Regions from separate parts of the Danio rerio genome. Here region 1 is linked to region 2. A link is a contact called in public HiCAR-type data. All regions are on one chromosome and are shown on one strand. The core of a region is the stretch at or near the end of the contact, and the rest is flanking DNA. Distances in the headings are between cores, read along the strand shown. Region 1 overlaps arhgap23a (Rho GTPase activating protein 23a). Region 2 overlaps arhgap23a (Rho GTPase activating protein 23a).

Evidence for each region. HiCAR-type assays count read pairs that join an accessible place to other places.
Region 1: a HiCAR-type map of caudal fin shows a contact between it and region 2, with 2.6 times the contacts expected there. The contact joins two enhancer-like sites. A contact is called at or near these places in 1 of 18 Hi-C or Micro-C datasets (caudal fin) and 1 of 4 datasets of contacts at active chromatin or transcription factors (caudal fin).

The regions. Positions count from the first base shown.
Region 1 is chr3:38,363,606-38,367,258 of GRCz12tu, reverse strand. All of the region lies in intron 1 of arhgap23a (Rho GTPase activating protein 23a), which reads left to right. Among named protein-coding and RNA genes, the nearest start is that of arhgap23a, 35 kb to the left of the region's middle. Within about 2 kb of position 1,383, at least 18 of the 62 cell types and tissues checked have an H3K27ac peak or open chromatin away from gene starts, as enhancers often do. A contact at or near this core is called in caudal fin, where this site is marked.
Region 2 is chr3:38,304,991-38,308,762 of GRCz12tu, reverse strand. It overlaps arhgap23a (Rho GTPase activating protein 23a), which reads left to right. Exons shown (of 23, transcript XM_073944906.1): 4 at 592-684. Among named protein-coding and RNA genes, the nearest start is that of plcd3a, 57 kb to the right of the region's middle. Within about 2 kb of position 1,467, at least 6 of the 62 cell types and tissues checked have an H3K27ac peak or open chromatin away from gene starts, as enhancers often do. A contact at or near this core is called in caudal fin, where this site is marked.

The DNA of each region.
Region 1 (3,653 bases), core at 134-2,633, 59 kb before region 2:
TGTTGTCACATTGTATAACATTCAATTAGCCATTTCTTTATTTATACACTAATATTTAAAAATAACTTGAAAATGTTGCTTTAATTTATATTAGCTAATGCAGTGTTGTTTATAATTTATAAAACTTATATTGAACTTTTATAATGAACTGATTATTACAGTAAAAACATAAACAATCTCATTTATACCCCAATGGAGTTTATTGCTGAAAACTCTAGTTGACCTGCGCCTGCCTTTGCCTCGATTTGTTCACCGATGTCTTGTTCATTGCTTTTTGCCATGTGACATTGTTTACTTTTTAAAAGTCTGATTTCAGTTGACTTTTGTAGCTCAGCAATAAAACAAAGAAAGCAAGAGTTACGTTAAAATCAAAATAAGGATCTCTGTCTTTCACCACAACCACATCTCCATCATTGTCCCTCTCTTTTCAGATGGGATGGTGGGACAAATCAAAGGTTACCATGAGCTATCTTTGGCCTGCAGGCCCTACTTTGGGCATCTCTGCTTTAAAGGGAGTGAAAATAACTTATTCTTTGCCATAGAAGTTAAATTACTGAGCTCACACACACGAGCCTGCAGAGAATTCTCATTTTAGAAGAAAATTTCAAAGGTCTCTTAGAGGCTTTACACCTGAACTCTTCATATGGGTGTGTGTGTATCAACATATGTAAATTTGTCCCTTCTTTAAATTTACAAATAAACGGTTGCACTTCGAAATTAGGCAAAAGAATTAGGAGTTACTAACGAAGTTTAAATAAGAAATAATTCACATTCTGCAAGTGAATTTATCGCTAATCTTATAAGTAAATTACAACAATCATGTGACCTTTTGTACAGACAGTCAGATGTTTTTCTTTTTACTGACCTCATTATGGATGGATACAAAGAGACACGGAAAGAGGAAGGATTGTATGCATGGATGGAAAGGTAGCCTAATAGATCTCCTTTTAGACGACGGAGATGAGGTATGTTCATTAAGAGCGATGCAGCATTTCGATTGGCCAGACTGATACAGCAGGGAGCGTTTTACATCCTCCCTCATCTCATGCCAGTTTAATGCTTCTGAGTCCAGGAAATTATGCGGTGAATCAGGAATTGACGAATCATGATCCATGACGCTTCAAATTTAGAAAAGCTTCCTTTCTGAGAAGCTCAATAGTCAGGGCGGGACGAGATGACACACACACACATATACACACGCCCTCTGGTAGCAATTTACAGTAACAGAAGAGGGAGAATAAGAGCAATGATGAAATATAATCAAGCATTTTTACTCATCAGAAGCACAAATGTGGCTTCCTGTGACAAATACAGCTCTGAAATACACTTCTGCTTCAATAACTCCGCTCCACCCTTCAGATATTGCTGACTCATGGGATTGAAATGCAGAGGCGCAGTGCGAGACATGTGTGAGCACAGTATGCGGCTATTCACTATAGTATTGTTGGGACTGTATTTGAAGAATGACGGCTGTAGGCTTTGGATGTTGAATGCTGATTTTCAGATGGGCGTTGGCCTGCGCCGCTGCTCTCAGAGGACCACAGCACTCCCATAATGGCTGCTTATTGATTTCTCTCTCTCTTTCCTTCTCCCTCTGTGTCGGTCTGTATAACCTAAAGTGAACCTGACGAACCATTAGTCGAGCTCATGTTAGCCATTTGACTGTCTCGGTCGCCTGCAGTCACTCCAGTGAACTGTGTTTGATAGGAATAACCATGACAGTGACCCAGTGACCCTGTCCACCCATACTAGCAGCTCTTGAGATTGATGAGCGCATTATTTATTCATTTATTCACTTGAGTTTTATTTGAGTAAGTCTGCTCTCAAAGAATTTAGTTTGTTGTTTGTTCAAGCTACTTATTTAAAATGGGCTGAAACAACACAAGTTTTTTGAGACAACTTAATTATTTTATGTTCACTTGACTTGAATTTGTAAAAACTAATAAGTTAACTTAATTCCTTCATATTGTCCCAAAACAAATCAATTGTTTTTTTTTACAGTGTAATAAAAGTAAAGTACATTGTTTCGCTTTAATTTATACAAATAAGTCCATTGCGCCGAATAAGCCAACATAATTGTATCCATATATTGATGTTTTGTTTTCACAAAAGTGATTTGAAACAATTGTAATATACAATATGCTTCATATGTTTTCGCACATACTTTAACTTAAAATGCAAACACCAAAATGGGATATTTCAGCTTTGTTTTTTGCTATTTTAGATTATTCCTACTAATTATTTTACTGTGAAAATATTTACATTCTCATACATTATTATGAGATGGCATATTAGTGCATGTGTCTTTAAAAAAACAAATAAATATATGGCCCAGTGTACATCTGGCGTCTGTTCTTTGTATCTCACTTGAAAAATTTAAGATGATTTGACAGATCCTGGATCTTTTAATCCTGATAACTGATCTCTGGATAATTTGTTTCTTCAATTATGAAATATGACACGCAATAACTTTCCACATTTGTTGTGAGCTGCAGGCTTTACACTTTCATGTGTCGAGTATTCATCATGTATTTCAATGCAATGTATTTAGTTCTACATTTAGAGAAGAGTTTCTTTATCATAGTAGTAGCCTACTCAAGTTTTTTAATTGGCATAAGGACTAGTTTTAATCAGATTAATCAGATTTAATTTGATTAAATTATTTTTGCATCAAAAAAGCTATTTGATATTGGTAAAGGTGTCTGCAACTTTTGCGAAGCATCAAATCACCGGCATATTAGTGGTCACAACACGTGCATGACTGCATAAATTATTATCCTTTTAAAAAAAAGTTGAATAGTGTACATGTATGCGTTGGTATTTAAACAGTTCATATCAATTTTTTTTCTTTAAACCACCAGGTGGCAGTCTTTGTACTTTTAATTCAGAGTGCAGATTGCGTAAGTTTTATTAATATATATATATATAAACTTTATATATAGTTAAAAATATAAATTTACTATTTTCCCAAGTGTATATAACTACTGTAAGAAAATATCAGCATTTGGTACACACTTTCATTATCATTTTTGCTTAAACTGACCCAATTTAATCCTGTTTATATGAAATGATCCTGCTCCCTAGCAGGTTTGAGCTAACAATACTGTTGCTGTGACAACAAGTCTCAGATGAGTTTTGAAGAACGAAACGATCCTGGATTGTGTCAAATCATCAATAACCAAATCCAGCTAGTTGAGTAATCCATGTATGAGGAACAGACCCCTGATATAATGGTGACACTAAATAAAACACAAAAAGTTTAAATTGGATGTATAAGTCACAAGAGATGTGTTTGATTGCATGTTAAAAGAGATGTCTCTGTATCCCTGCTGTGATATAAAAGTTAAATGTCATTATATCAAGCTGCTTGAAGTACCAAATTGTACTGACACTATACCAGGGGTTACAGTATATAGATGGTGAACAGGGTCAAACACATCATCATAGTAGCACATGAATAAATAAAATATAACAATACGACATAATAATAATAAAAACAATAAAAATGAACAATAAAACATAACATTCACTAACAGTAAAAGAAATTGTTTATCGTTAGATTAAAAAGAAATTGTAATCCCGTTAAATCATAGATGTATTGGACTTTTGAGAATTTCACCATAAATTAAATATTAAATAAACTAAATTAAACA
Region 2 (3,772 bases), core at 218-2,717:
TTTCCATTATGTAATTCTCTGTACTGTTTTGATTTTTTTTAGATATCTTTAAAAATCCCATATCTGACACATTTATTAGCTCTGAACACTTTTGGTTTTGTGTTGTCTGGATAGATATACAGTATATATATATTATTAAACCTGTAAAAATATCATCAGTAGTGATTACAGAATAAAATTAAATGTAATTCAAGCTTTAATTTACAGCTAATGACAGATTTAAAATCACATCATTGACATTTTAAAAGCACAAATATAATTGAACAAATAACTAATGTATTAATTTATATTTAGAGAAAGCTCAAATAAAATGATTATATTTTTATTTGATATCAATCATCATGTTGTTTAGCCTGATTTTAGATCCTTTTAAGCTTCAACTGAAAAACATCTGATTACCTTTACAAAGAGTCGCATGATTTCAGATACTCATTATACGTCATACATTTTAATTGGCACCTAATCTGATCAGTAAATTTGATTTTGGTTCCAATATTTTCTATATAGCCTCAATTTTTTCATTCTGTCATTATACAGGTTTTGTTGGTCTATGGTTTTCAACAGGGTTGTGTGTTTGTGTGTATCTTGTAGGGCTTCAACGAAGTCGTCTGGAGCCCATGGACACAATTTTTGTGAAGAATGTGAGGGAAAAAGGCCCCGCTCACCTGGCTGGCCTGTGTACAGGTAAAAAAAAAAAGAATGTGTGTGTGTACAGTACAGCTATGAAACATCTGTATTTGCAGCTGGGAATTGATTGCCATGCAGGGACAGTTTTTACTTTTACAATGTCAGTTTTTATAGTCATTGATTCTAATTTTGTTCTCTTTCATAATAAATATTGTACTTAAAGGATTAGTTCATAAAAAATTAAACATTTTGTAATTAGTTACTCACACCTTCATGTCATACTTATTCCCTGAGAGCTTTGTTCATCTGCAGAAAACAAATTAAGATATGTTCAAAGTCCAGAAAAGCAACCAAAAACATTGTCAAAACAGTCCATGTGACTTCAGTGGTTCAGCTGTACTCATACAAAGCTACAGTGTAGCTGTATATAGATATAAGCTATATAGATATAGATATAAGCTAACAAAGTTGTGATTGATTGGCAATTTTGTTGAAGCATTAAGTTTGAATACATTCAGTGGACAAGCTCCAGACCCATTTTTACACCTACAGTATTTAGTGTTTTCGCTTGTAATCCGATTGTCAAAAACAAATCAATACCAGGTATACACGGGAACGTAGCTCACAAAACCCTGCAGTTCAACAGAAATTCCAAGTAACTGTTGTTGGAATGCTTTTTATTCTTAGGTTTACACGTGTTTGTTTGCAGTGCTTGTTTGTGTGTACATGTCTTTGCGTGCTTAATGATTTTTTGCTTTGATTACACTCAACACAGTGGACTCGTGCATACATACATGAACTCTTGTTCAGACTTGCCTGCTAAAGTCAATGCTGGAGCGGTTCTTCTTCAAAGCTGTCACAGATTCACAGGAATGCGACCTATGATGCCGCTGATACGGCATGACGCACTCGGTCATGCTTCCTGTTTGCTTATCATGTCAGCTGACTTAAATCAGCCAAACCCAGAGTATTTCTGCTGTTGACAACCGCAAGAACCGAATAAGTTTTGATTAGAGAGATAAAGTAATGCAGAGTGATGTGTTTACATACAGGTATAAAATCCTCAGTTGTGGTATATGGTTTGTTTTCAACTAAACACTCCCAGCATGACAGAACGAGGCTCACTATATTTTATGTGTGCTTGTGTGTGAATATTGGTTTTGGTGTTTTAAAAGTAGGGATGTCCCGATCATTTTTTTTGCCCTTGAGTCTGAGTCATTTGATTTTGAGTATCTACCGGTACCGAAACCTGATCCGATACCATTCACGCCTGCTGTTCTCATGTAAACCCACCAAAGGCCATTGATGACTGACTGTTTGACTGACTGACCGATCGACTGACCCACCCTCCTCCTTCCCTAAACCCAACTAATTGTATCGATTGACCCACCCACCCACTTTCCTAAACACAATCAACAATTTTAAAAGCAATCCAGAAAAAGAAAAGCCCTAGTCTGAGTTTTACCACGTTTTCAGATTACCATATTCTTACCCTGTTATTTTTTTTTTGGATTCTGTTTTTGTCTTACCTGCTTTCTGAAACCATTCCTCACCAGACTCGAACCCCGTCGTCGTGGTCAACTCCACTGCGTCTCAAGTCTGCAGATGAAAATGGCAAGCTAATGAGACAAACTGGTAACAACGGGAAAGCCCTCTATAGTGTGGAGATAAGCAGTCAGCTGGTAAGGGCAAAAAGGAACGGGGTCATACTGCCCCGTAGCCTTCATTTAAAAAAATTAAATGCAGCCATATGTAGCTCTGGCTACATAATTCTCAATCTCCAGAAACGTATATAGAGCTACGTTTTTAGAATGAGCCCATGTTGTAATTATGTAGCCAGAAGTACGTATGGCTGCATTTGGTTTTTTAAAATGAATGCTGCGGTGCGGTATGACACCCCCAACATATGACTTGAGACACAGTTAGGGGTTGACCGTGGCGGTGGGGTTCGAGTCCAGCGAAAGCAGATAGGGATGCACCGTTATAGATTTTTTGGCCGATAACGGATAACGCTTCAGACTTAAGGGCCAATAATTATAAATTGCCGATAATTATAAATATTTCAAAATGTTATATTTTTATACAGCAAACTTAAAAAGATTGAACTGCTCTTATGAATGGAATAATCTATACTCTAAGCAAAAAAGCAAAAAAAATTTAAACATAGCAAGGTGATTATATAGCCCTATATTCACAATTACACATAAATCAGCATGCAAAAAATAAATCATTTCCTTTTCTTCATTGCAAATTTTCATGCAACTTGACTGTTGCATAAAAATAATAGGTTAATTAACAAAATGGGATTTAATCAACAAGCAAATTAAATATATTTTAAATAAGGACTAAATCCAGCTCAAATGTTCTTGAATAAAACCTGTTACAGTTAAGTACATATGAACAAATATGTCATGTCTGAAAAAGCCTTTTTAGAGGTGTTTTGACAGTTCAGAGTCACCGTACAAGCGAAAAGCTCAATACAGAGAGTATTACTTTAAAATGTGGCATAGATTCATCCTATTTGGCGTTTTAGATACTTTTGAACACATGTAGCTGCTGTTTGTCGACCTGACAACGCTTCTCTGTTCGTTCTTGCTGTCAATTGCGGGACAAATGATCGATGAAAAGTTTATGATAAACCGCTGTGAGTTTCACTCAACTGCGGACACAGATTTGCCCTCAGAGTCAAATTTTGATTCAACACCTGATCATTGAGCTCAGATGAGTTTATGACAAACACTGAGCATAATATAAAGATGGCGTGTGTGTGTGTGTGTGTGTGTGTGTGCGTGTGTGTGTGTGTGTGTGTGTGTGTGTGTGTGTGTGTGTGTGTGTGTGTGTGTGTGTGTGTGTGTGCGGTGACGGCTCTCACGCGCGCTCATTATAATCAATATCAATATTCCGATCAAACTGAATACAATATATATATATACAATACATAACAAATAATCATATTAGATTACAAACAACTGTTATGTTCATATGTGTTGTAAAATGTGCGGGTCCTTTAAGGGGCAGGGCTGCAGTGTGAAGCGGAGAGGGAGAGAGACAGAAAAGAGGAGCAGATTTTTTTTCGCAAGGAGACTATTTTCAGTGATATTCCCTCTTTGGTCACTGATTTTGTTGTAAGACACGGAGAGTGATG